2 separate regions of the Triticum aestivum genome follow, and region 1 is linked to region 2. Evidence: chromatin contacts called from public Hi-C data. All regions are on one chromosome and are shown on one strand. Each heading gives the region's core, a stretch centred on a gene start, on an enhancer-like site or on the middle of the called end of the contact. The rest is flanking DNA. Distances are from core to core; before and after follow the strand shown.

Region 1 (4,505 bases), core at 538-3,037, 160 kb before region 2:
CTCACGGTTGGATCATTGGATGGATGGATGCATCGAAGTTTCGCAGGATCTGGTTAATCTCTTTGTGGATACTATATACCCATACCAGTGACTGCAAAGGCATCATGCAGCTGCACCACCCACCCATCGTGGTTGGTAAATGAATAAGATTCCACACAGCCAGGCCCTAACGGTATGGTATCCACCACATGCACACGGGAAAAAGATACCGTCCATCCGTGGAGGGGAACACAAGGGTTGGATGGATCCCTCGGAAGAACAGCGTTAATTTCTGGGGCGTTGTGTTCTCTGCAATTGACGGTACATCATGCACGTGGACACGGCTTAATTTACTTGCGTACGCGAACATGGCCTCGTTTACTTTTCTCACTTAGTAGTAGTGACATACAAGTGTTGTTGTTTAATCGAATCGATTTCCCCCTCCTTCGAGGGGAAAAGAAAGAAGAAAGATTAACCGCCGACGCCTCCGGCGAGATCAGCTGGTCACGACCGCGCCACCGTCCGCGCGAGGCGCTGGACCTTGGCGGCGATCTCTGGGGGCACTCGCACGGCCGACCGGTGCGGCTCCTTGCACCGCCGGAGGTCCAGCCCCAGCGCGTCCGACACGTCCTCGGAGCTCCACCCGGCCCGCCTGAGCGAGTCTGAGCACCGGTCCGTCTTCAGCAGGAGTGTGTCGAGCACGGCCTCCGCGTCGGCGGCTGGCGGAGCCTCCTCGCCGTCGAACATCCCCGACGCTGCCACCTCCACCATCTCGTCCACCTCCCTGTCCCTCCAGCCACCTTTCTTGAGCACCGATCCGAGCTTGTCCAGGTAGTTGTCGACCCAGCGCGGTGTCGACCTCCGAGGTGGCGAGCAGCAGCCTGACGACGATGTGGATGCGGTGGAGGCCTCAGAGGACGACGAGTCGCGGCGACGCCGGTCGGAGGCGGCGTCGCTCCAGAACTCGATCCAGCGTGGGGCCTGGCCGCCGCAGGCCGCGTCGAGGCTGCGCCGCGTGCACGGCGTGCTCGTGCCGGAAGAGGGCATCGCCGCGAACGGGGAGGAGATGTCCATGGGCTGGAAGGACGACTCCCGGGTGAAGAAGTGGACGACGTCGAGGCCGCAGCAGAGGACGCGGTCGTCGGTGACGAAGAACACGGGGTTCCCGGCGAGGGAGGGGCTGCAGGGCAGGTAGCAGCGGTCGAAGAGCGGCACCAGCAGCGGCGCGCGCCGTATGGCGGAGCGAGCGAGCCGCCTCGCGCGGTCGGAGTCGGCCGGCCTCTTCCCCCAGCACCGCGGCCACAGCGCGCCCCTCGCGATCTGGAGCGACGCGGCCGCGACGGGCAGGTCGAACGCGGCGCGGAGCCCCGCGCGGGAGCGCCAGTCCGGGAAGCCGGGGCCCGACGGCAGCCCGAGGGCCAGCACGGCGCGGAGGTCGGGCGGGAAGGTGAACCCCATCTCGGCCTCGGCGCGGGCGAGCTCCATCTCCGAAAGCCCCGGGAGGACGGCCACCCCGGAGGCCCGGAGGTGCGAGAGCACGGACGACGCCACGCCCTGGAAGGAGTAGAGCCCGTGGCGCGGGGACGCCGACGCCGAGGAAGGGCCGGCCGCGGCGCGCGTGGACAGGCGGCGCAGGCCGGCCGCGTGCGCCGCCGGGGCCATGCCCGCCATCCGGTGCTCCACATCCACCATCGCGACGGCCCGACTCGCCTCGGCGAGCGGCTGCTTTCCCCGGTGCGTCTTGGCTTTTGGATGCGGGGAGCGGGGAGTTCGTGCGCGAGAGGCAGAGAAAAACGGCAGAGAGCGAAGGAGACGGGCGGACACGGTGGTAACGGGGTACGCTATATAGCAGGAAGCAGCCGTGGCCGTGGCCGTGGGGGGTGGAGGACAAGTCTGGGCCCAGCGGCCATGGGCCGTGGCCCCACTTTGGAGATCTGAGGTCCTGCCGCTGGGTGTTGCGTGGGCCCAGCCACAGCGATGCCTCCAGCATAGAGGACGCTATAATCCAGACCAGAAAAAAAAAGTGGAAGAGGAGACGCTGATCGGTGTCAGCCTGTCAGCAGGCAAGCAGCCTACAGTGTGATCAACTGGTTTGTATTAGCATTTCTGTCTACTTTTTACCGCCGAATTTAATGGCTAACAAAACTGGACAGGTCATGAAACCAGATTCTCTGCTCTGTTTTCTTGCGAACAACAGGAGCTCAGATATTTTAGTATGGCACGTCAAATCGCGGGTAACCCAAACTATGGTAGAAGATCGTGAGGTCACGGCAATACAAACACAAATTGTTTGAGTCACAAGAGGGAAGCTTAACATGTGATTAACAAGAAAAAAAATTCACATTGGGTGGTGTGGGCGAGGCGCAAGGGTTGGATGTAGACCCGGTAGAGTGGGCAATGAGGCAGTAGTCCGTAGTAGAAGCTTGGGTGGTGTGGGATAAATTTCACATGGAAATAAACATTGTAAATGTGACCTCGGGGAGCTTCTTCCCCTTCCTTTTACAATGAATGATACATATACTCATGCGTATTTGAGAAAAAATAATCACATTCACGGTTGTATCCCACTGAACTACCACTTTCAAAACGTCAACAAAAGGCTACCACTTTAATCTAAATTTTGGCAAAAATATATATGATTTTGCTCACACACGAACACATCACCGTGTACCTCCAACACCGAGAGTGGTGCACCATAGCTCACGTTTAAGAAGCCTCGCCTGAAGCGTGATCCACAGGAAAACTTTTGAGGACCCGAAACCCCACACATTCAGCAAGGACCCCGTCAGGGAGTGCGGTGGCTATGAGCTGCCCTAGGTAATGTCACTTTTCATGTTAAGAGCAAGTACAATAGAGCTGAGTCAGCGGGCTATAAGGAATAAACCAATATATTTGTGCTTAGTTGGAGGAAAGAGAAGAGGAGAGAGAAGATAAGCGGGCTCTTGGTGAAGAGCCAGCTCTAGCACGTGCTCCTAGACACTTTGTGAGAATGAAAGGTGGGCCACATAATAAAAAAGTAGTACACTCTTTTGATCTACTATTGTACATGTTGACTATAAGATGGGCTGTAGATGACATGGCACTGGCTTATAGCCAGCAGCTGGCTATACTATTAACCATGCTCTAATGGTAATGATCATATGGTACACTTTTCGAGGAAACAATCTCAAGTCCACAATATCAATTCTATTGGAAAAATTTCAACGATTACTATTGAAGGTTTTGAATTCCCTCTTCCTACTCTCATGAAGAAATATGATATTCTTATTATTGGGGACATGCATATCCCCGTTGAGATAACCTAGTGTTATTCGAAAATTCTCTGGTTTCATGCGGTTCAGAAAGAGTTTGTTAACAAGACTTGATCAATCTTGTTAGTGAATTTCTTTTGATGAACACGAGATGGATGAAGTTAGAAAGCACAACTCTCTGTACCCTCCTTTTACTTTCTGTTATTTACATTAAATAAAGTAAAAATAGTATTTTCTCTCTATTTTCTGAATTATCCTTGCAATAAAAATACCCCGAAAATAAAAGTTCTCCAAACGTCCTGAAAATGAAATTTGATTTTTTGTAAAATATTTAAGAATTTATGGCACTGAGAACACACCAGGGGCCCCACCATTGGCCACGAGGGCACAGGGCGTGCCCACCCCCTAGGGCGCGCCCTCTGCCTCGTGGGCCCCACATGGACCGCATCCACTTATTCCAGCACCCGCTCACTTCGTCTTCCTCCAGAAAAATCCTCTCATAGCTCAAACCCGTGTTCTAGCTCATCTTGCTGCCATTTTCGATCTCTCTGCTCAAAGCTCCATTCACAAAACTATTTGGGGAGATTGTTCTTCGATATGTGACTCCTCCAATGGTCCAATTAGTTTTTGTTCTAGTGTTTTATTTATTGCAATTTTTTGCTGCTAAGGTGACCATGTTCTTGAGCTTGCATGTCAAATTTATATGGTCCAAAGTAGTTTTAATGCATGATATAGCCTCTAGACACTTGTGGGAGTAGTTGCTATCAATCTTGTTGAGTTTGGTTCACTTTTATTTTGAGTCACTAAAATTTCAAAAAAAATTCAGAGAAAAAAAATGCATAGGAAAATGTACCAAGGTGGTTCCTCAAGGAAGCAAGGACCAAGGCTCGCGATACGTGAGTCGGACGATGAACCACCGAGGGAAGCTCAAGTGCGGCCTTGTGAATGGCCGCCAGAGGAGTTTATGGTCTAGGCAGGCATCAAGGATGAATTTGACGCGTATGTGTGTAATGCTGATCTTGAGGACTTCGTGTCAGATAAGTGCCTAAAGTACCACTACCTAACTGATTCCTTTGTGAGGAGGTTTAAATTTACATCCTCGCGCAATTCTCACACTGTTTTATTTGATCTTTATGATAAATCATATACCATGGACCTAGAAGATTTTAATACTGCTTGTAAACTCCCGCAGTGGGGCAATGTTAGTGAACCTCGCAATTCTGAATATAAAGACTTTCTTGCTAGTATCACTTTGGGGGAATATAGGGAAATCAC
Region 2 (5,136 bases), core at 294-2,793:
GTCTCCAACGTATCTATAATTTTTTATTGTTCCATGCTATTATATTATCTGTTTTGGATGTTTTATATGCATTTATATGCTATTTTATATTATTTTGGGGACTAACCTATTAACATAGAGCCCAGTGCCAGTTCCTGTTTTTTCCTTGTTTTTGTGTTTCGCAGAAAAAGAATACCAAACGGAATAAAACCTTCGCAATGATTTTTCTTGGACCAGAAGACAACCAGGAGACTTGGAGATGAAGTCGGAGGAGCCACGAGGCGGCCACAAGGACAAAGGGTGCGCCCCCACCCCTGTGGGCCCCTCGTGCACCTCCTGACCTAATTCTTTTGCCTATATATACGCATATATATCCCCAAACCAACAGGGGCATCCACGAAAACACTTTTCCACCGCCGCAATCTTTTGTACCCGTGAGATCCCATCTAGGGGCCTTTACCGGTTTCCTGCCGGAGGGGGATTCGATCATAGAGGGCTTCTAGATTGCTTCAATGGAGAGGCTCAATATATTTAGCATGCAATTAATATCATATCAACAAAATCTATACTAATCACATAACAAACACGTACCAATTGAAATTATACTTAATTTTCTTTCTAATAACATCAGCCTGCATTGCCGCATTTACTAGTAGAGACAAAGAAAGACCCCCGGGTTTGCTGTTTGCGCAGCTTAAAGACCCTGCAAATAATTTCCGAGTACTTGCCATTCGTCGCCCAGGAGGCTTGGATCATAGTATCATGCAAGCTCGGCGACCAAGCGTATACACATCAAAATGGACAAGCTCTTGCCATAGCCTAGAGTAATAGAGAAGGAGCTCCACGCCAAGGAACACATATGTTCATAGCCCAAAGCCCCCAAAGGCCAGCGCAACGAACAGTACACGCGGATAGGATCCGGATGTGCCCTGCCCAGCATAGGGAAGGGGGGATGCTGGTTCACTCAGCCTGCTTCGTTGTTCAACTGTTCATCCCCTGCCAAAATTCAATAATACGTAAAGATAATGGTCGGAGCCCACCTGTGGTTTCCCATGATTTTGGTCTCCCAGGACCCACGCACCCGTTGATGGGCTCATCGAGCCGCCGCTGTCCGCCACACTATTTAGGCTCTGTTTGGTACAGCCTGTACGTACGGCAGCGCGTACGTGCTGTATCAACGTAACAGTCCCGGACAAGATGGATTGAATTTTGCTCGCAGTTTCTTGGAAAAATGCCGTGTCGGTGCAATGCAATTGTTCAGATCACATGGTTCTTCGTCCCACGGTCACCGGTGACTTGGAAAAATCACTGGAAACGTTACTAGTATAAAAGTTTGAAGCTTGGTGTTATCTTTCTGTGAGCTGAGATGCTAGGTCACCTGTCAGCATGCCATCGCATCGACGGGAGCGGCCTGGTTGAGCACGCCTGCAGCCGTTTCGACGTCGGGCATAATCTTGTCCCTTTGGATGTGGAACGGCAGGCAGCGCAGCATTTGATGCGGCCCGGTCTGATCTGGACCGCATAAAAAGTCGACGTGACAGTGAAATCTTAGCCATCAAATTGACGCGACGTCCAGATCTTAGCCGGCCGTCGCGCCTTTGCGAAGCGTGAGTCACACCGGCTGGCACTATAGCGCAGCGACAGTTCTGGGAATACTTGTCGCAGTTGGCTACGTATACATTGAGCTTTCTTTGGAATCTCGGCGTGCTGCCTTCCTTGGGCAATCTCTCTGCTTGTCGTCGACCTCGACCTGGCGCTGTCAGAATACAAGTGAGAACGAGAGAATGAAGTGATAAAGCACAAGAGCAAGTTGGAGATGGTGTGGCTTTGTCAACATGTGATACAAGTGTGAACTCCTTTCTTGATCGGACGACTCGCAATGGCTATCTATGCTAGATTGCTTCGTGGTTGAGGTGAGGTGATTCCTTAGAATCTTAGATTAGCACGGTCCGTTGGCTGTAGGCCAACGTCGTCGCGCATAGTGGGAAATGTCGAAATGATATGACTGTATAGGACTGCACGGCAGACGAAACCGTGTAGCGATTCAGACAAGGAAAAGAGAGCGGGACAAATCAGCCGGAAGGACAGTTTGTCTGTCACTGTATTTCAACAGCGACCACATTAGTTAATGATGCATGTTCCTTGGAACACACTCAGTGCACACTGACATCGAAGCCGTGCGTGTACGCTCGTGATCAAAGGTGGTTGTTCTTCCTGGTGATGTAAGTCACACGCCACCCAGCTTCTGCCGCCTTCTCGAGCACAATCTGACCGCTCTCGGCAGTAAAAAAAACTGCACTGCACTGACAGAGCAGCAGCCATTCGCAGGCATGCATCTTCTTCCCCAACAGTTACACGCGCAAGTACCGAGCAGCAGGCATCTCGCGACTTTGCGGATCAGTACTTATTCTCTACTGCTGGATTAGGGAGGTGAATGGTTAATTACTCGCGGTAAAAGCGGGTTGGTAGAAGTGGCGAGCGTGGCTGATGCAGTCGTGCGGGCAAGTATAATGTCCACACGAGCGGGCGCGCGGCGCACGTGAGAGCATGTGCAGCTCGCGCGTACAGTAAGTAGGTGAGGTGGTGGCTTGTGAATCGGAGTCACGTCTGCTCCTCTCCACGCGTGATCGCACGTACGTTACGCACCAGTACGTCTCCTTTTTTCACCTGCCGCAAACGTGAACGGCCATGAAAGGCTGGCTGTGCGGTGCACCGGCGCCTGTATTATACAGCCCTTTAATTGGCACGGTGCCTTCCACGGATATACGTACTTCCTCCGTCCGAAAAACCTTTTGTCTTTCAAATGAATGTATTAACATGGTACTAGATATATCCATTTGAGTGTTAAGTTTGGAACAAATTTTTTCGGACGAAGAGAGTACTGACCGGCTAGCTGTAGGTAAGTGGATGAAAATGTGCAGGTGCCGACACATATCCCTTTACCTGCAAATTTTCGGAAAGGAGAAGAAAGGCATGAGAACGGAGGAGCCGACGAAAAGGGTATATGTCGCTTAATGCGACGTATACGCCACACTCGCCTATGGCTTACCTACCGGTGGTTTTTCTTCGTATTTGTTTGGGGAGGTCTTTGTTTTCTGGGAGCAACTAGTTAACGAGCGCTCCTTCGGGAGCCTCGCAACGATCAGCGTCACTTGGCGCGCTCTCAGTCATTTGTCACGTGTCGCGTTCTGGACGCTTCCTTCGGATTTTGTTTTTTTATTTTTCCGCACGCCTTTTCGGCTTTTTAAATGGTTTTTTCGGGTTTTTTCGACGTTTGGTTTTCCCCCGGTCTTCCTTAGCTTTTCGATAAAAAAATTTGAAAAAAAAATTTCCGCGAAAAAACACATTTTTTTCTTTCGCGAAAGTAACGGTTTTTTCCGCGAGAGGCACGGTTGTGCTTTAGCGAGAGTCACGGTCGTGCCTTTCGAAAACGAAAAAACATGTTTTCTGTTTTTTTTCTTTCGCGAGAGGCACGGTTGTGCTTTCGCGAGAGTCAGGCCGTGCCTCTCGGAAAGGGAAAAACAAAACGCATTTTTTGTCTTTTTTTCTTTCACGAGAGTAACGGCCGTGCCTCTCAGAAAGGAAAAAAATACGTGTTTTCTGTTTTTTTTCTTTCGCGAGAGTCATGGTTTTGCATCCGCGAGAGGCACGATTGTGCTTTCGCGAAAGTCACGGCCGTGCCTCTCAAAAACGGGAAAAAACGTGTTTTCTGTTTTTTTCCTTTCACGAGTCACGGTTTTGCTTCCACGAAAGGCACGGACGTGATTTTGCGAGAGACACGGGCGTGCCTCTTTCGGAAAGGGAAAAAACTGTGCTCCCGGTTTCGGTTTTTTCGCCCGATTTTTTCATCCGTTTTTTTTCATGAAAAAAAGTTCGTCAAAATCTATTAACATGGGATCTAGTTTTGAAGATCTCGACGCAAGGAATCAAATAGTGAAAACGGTTCGAGATTTGGATGCATGGTTTAAAAGATAAAACGTTTTGAATAAACGGATCTACAAAAAAGGGAAAATTCCTAGATTGCGACAAGTGGCGCGCTGCATGTGCGCCATTTGTCATGACCTGGGAAAGTGGAGTGTTCTTTACAACGAGTACTCCTTAATTAGTGATTTCGTTGTTTCCTGTCCTTTTTCGGACCGTTTTCCCTTCGATAAGTTTTTTGTATTATTTGTTTTCGAAACCTTTTGCCTTTTTTTCTTTTCATTTGCTAAATATTACATTGTTTTTTCTTAAAATGTGTGAACCCTTTGTAACATTTAAAAACAATACATGAACATCACTTCAAAAATAGGCAAACAATTTTTAATTTACATGAACCCTCTTTAATTTGTAATGGCTTTTGCAAATTGTATGAACTCTTTTAAAAGGTGTGAATAAATTTCCAAAAATAGCACACTCTCTGAAAATTATGTGAAAGCTTCATGCAGATGTGAGAATTTTTTATTAAATGCGTGAAAAGATTTTAAAAATATATGAACATGATATAAAAATGCACAACCAATTTTGAAATTTCTATGAGCACTTTCTAAAATTTATGAACACTTATTAAAACTCTATGAATTATGGCATAACTTTAGGATTCCGCGAAAATGTTAACATCGTGGACCCCTTTTTAATTACTTTTCTCTATTCTTGTTCTTATTCTTTTCCTTTTCGGTTTGCTTAAGTGCACGAAACATTTTTCAATTAGTGAACTTTTTTCTTCAAAAGTGATAATTTTTTTGAAAGCTACGGACCTCCTAAAAAATTCATGATTTTTGTCGAAATAGATGAACTTTTTTTCAAAATAGATGAACTTTTTTCAAGTCCGCAAAATTTATTCTCAAAATTGATAAACTATTTTTCAAAGTAATGAACATTCCCCAAACGCCTGCGATTTATTTTTCTAATTTGTGGTCTTTTCATAAAATCAATGAACTTTTTTCAAATTCTGGATTTTGTTTCGAATTGATGAATGTCTACCAAATTCAAGAACTTTTTTCTCAAAAATCTTGATGATTTTTCATAATCAATGAATTTTTCCAAATCCATGAACTTTTTTTTGAAGTTATGAACATTTTTAAAATGTCGTGTCTTTTCTGATTTATTGATTTTTTTGTTTTTTTGCTCTTTTTCAAAAGTCAATGGTTGACCGGCAAGCACGAATGGTGAATATCG

What was found. Hi-C and Micro-C count contacts between places; a contact is called where the count stands out from the background.
Region 1: a contact with region 2 is called in a Hi-C map of leaf, with 8 times the contacts expected there. The contact joins the promoter of LOC123103957 here to the enhancer-like site in region 2. A contact is called at or near these places in 2 of 5 Hi-C or Micro-C datasets (both in leaf) and 1 of 1 datasets of contacts at active chromatin or transcription factors (leaf).

The regions. Positions count from the first base shown.
Region 1 is chr5A:452,946,947-452,951,451 of IWGSC CS RefSeq v2.1, reverse strand. LOC123103957 reads right to left here and starts at 1,787. Exons shown (of 1, transcript XM_044525660.1): 1 at 329-1,787. The coding sequence starts at 1,671. The coding sequence ends at 484.
Region 2 is chr5A:452,781,493-452,786,628 of IWGSC CS RefSeq v2.1, reverse strand. No RefSeq gene overlaps it. Among protein-coding and RNA genes, the nearest start is that of LOC123103957, 170 kb to the left of the region's middle. Within about 2 kb of position 1,543, at least 3 of the 8 cell types and tissues checked have an H3K27ac peak or open chromatin away from gene starts, as enhancers often do. A contact at or near this core is called in leaf, where this site is marked.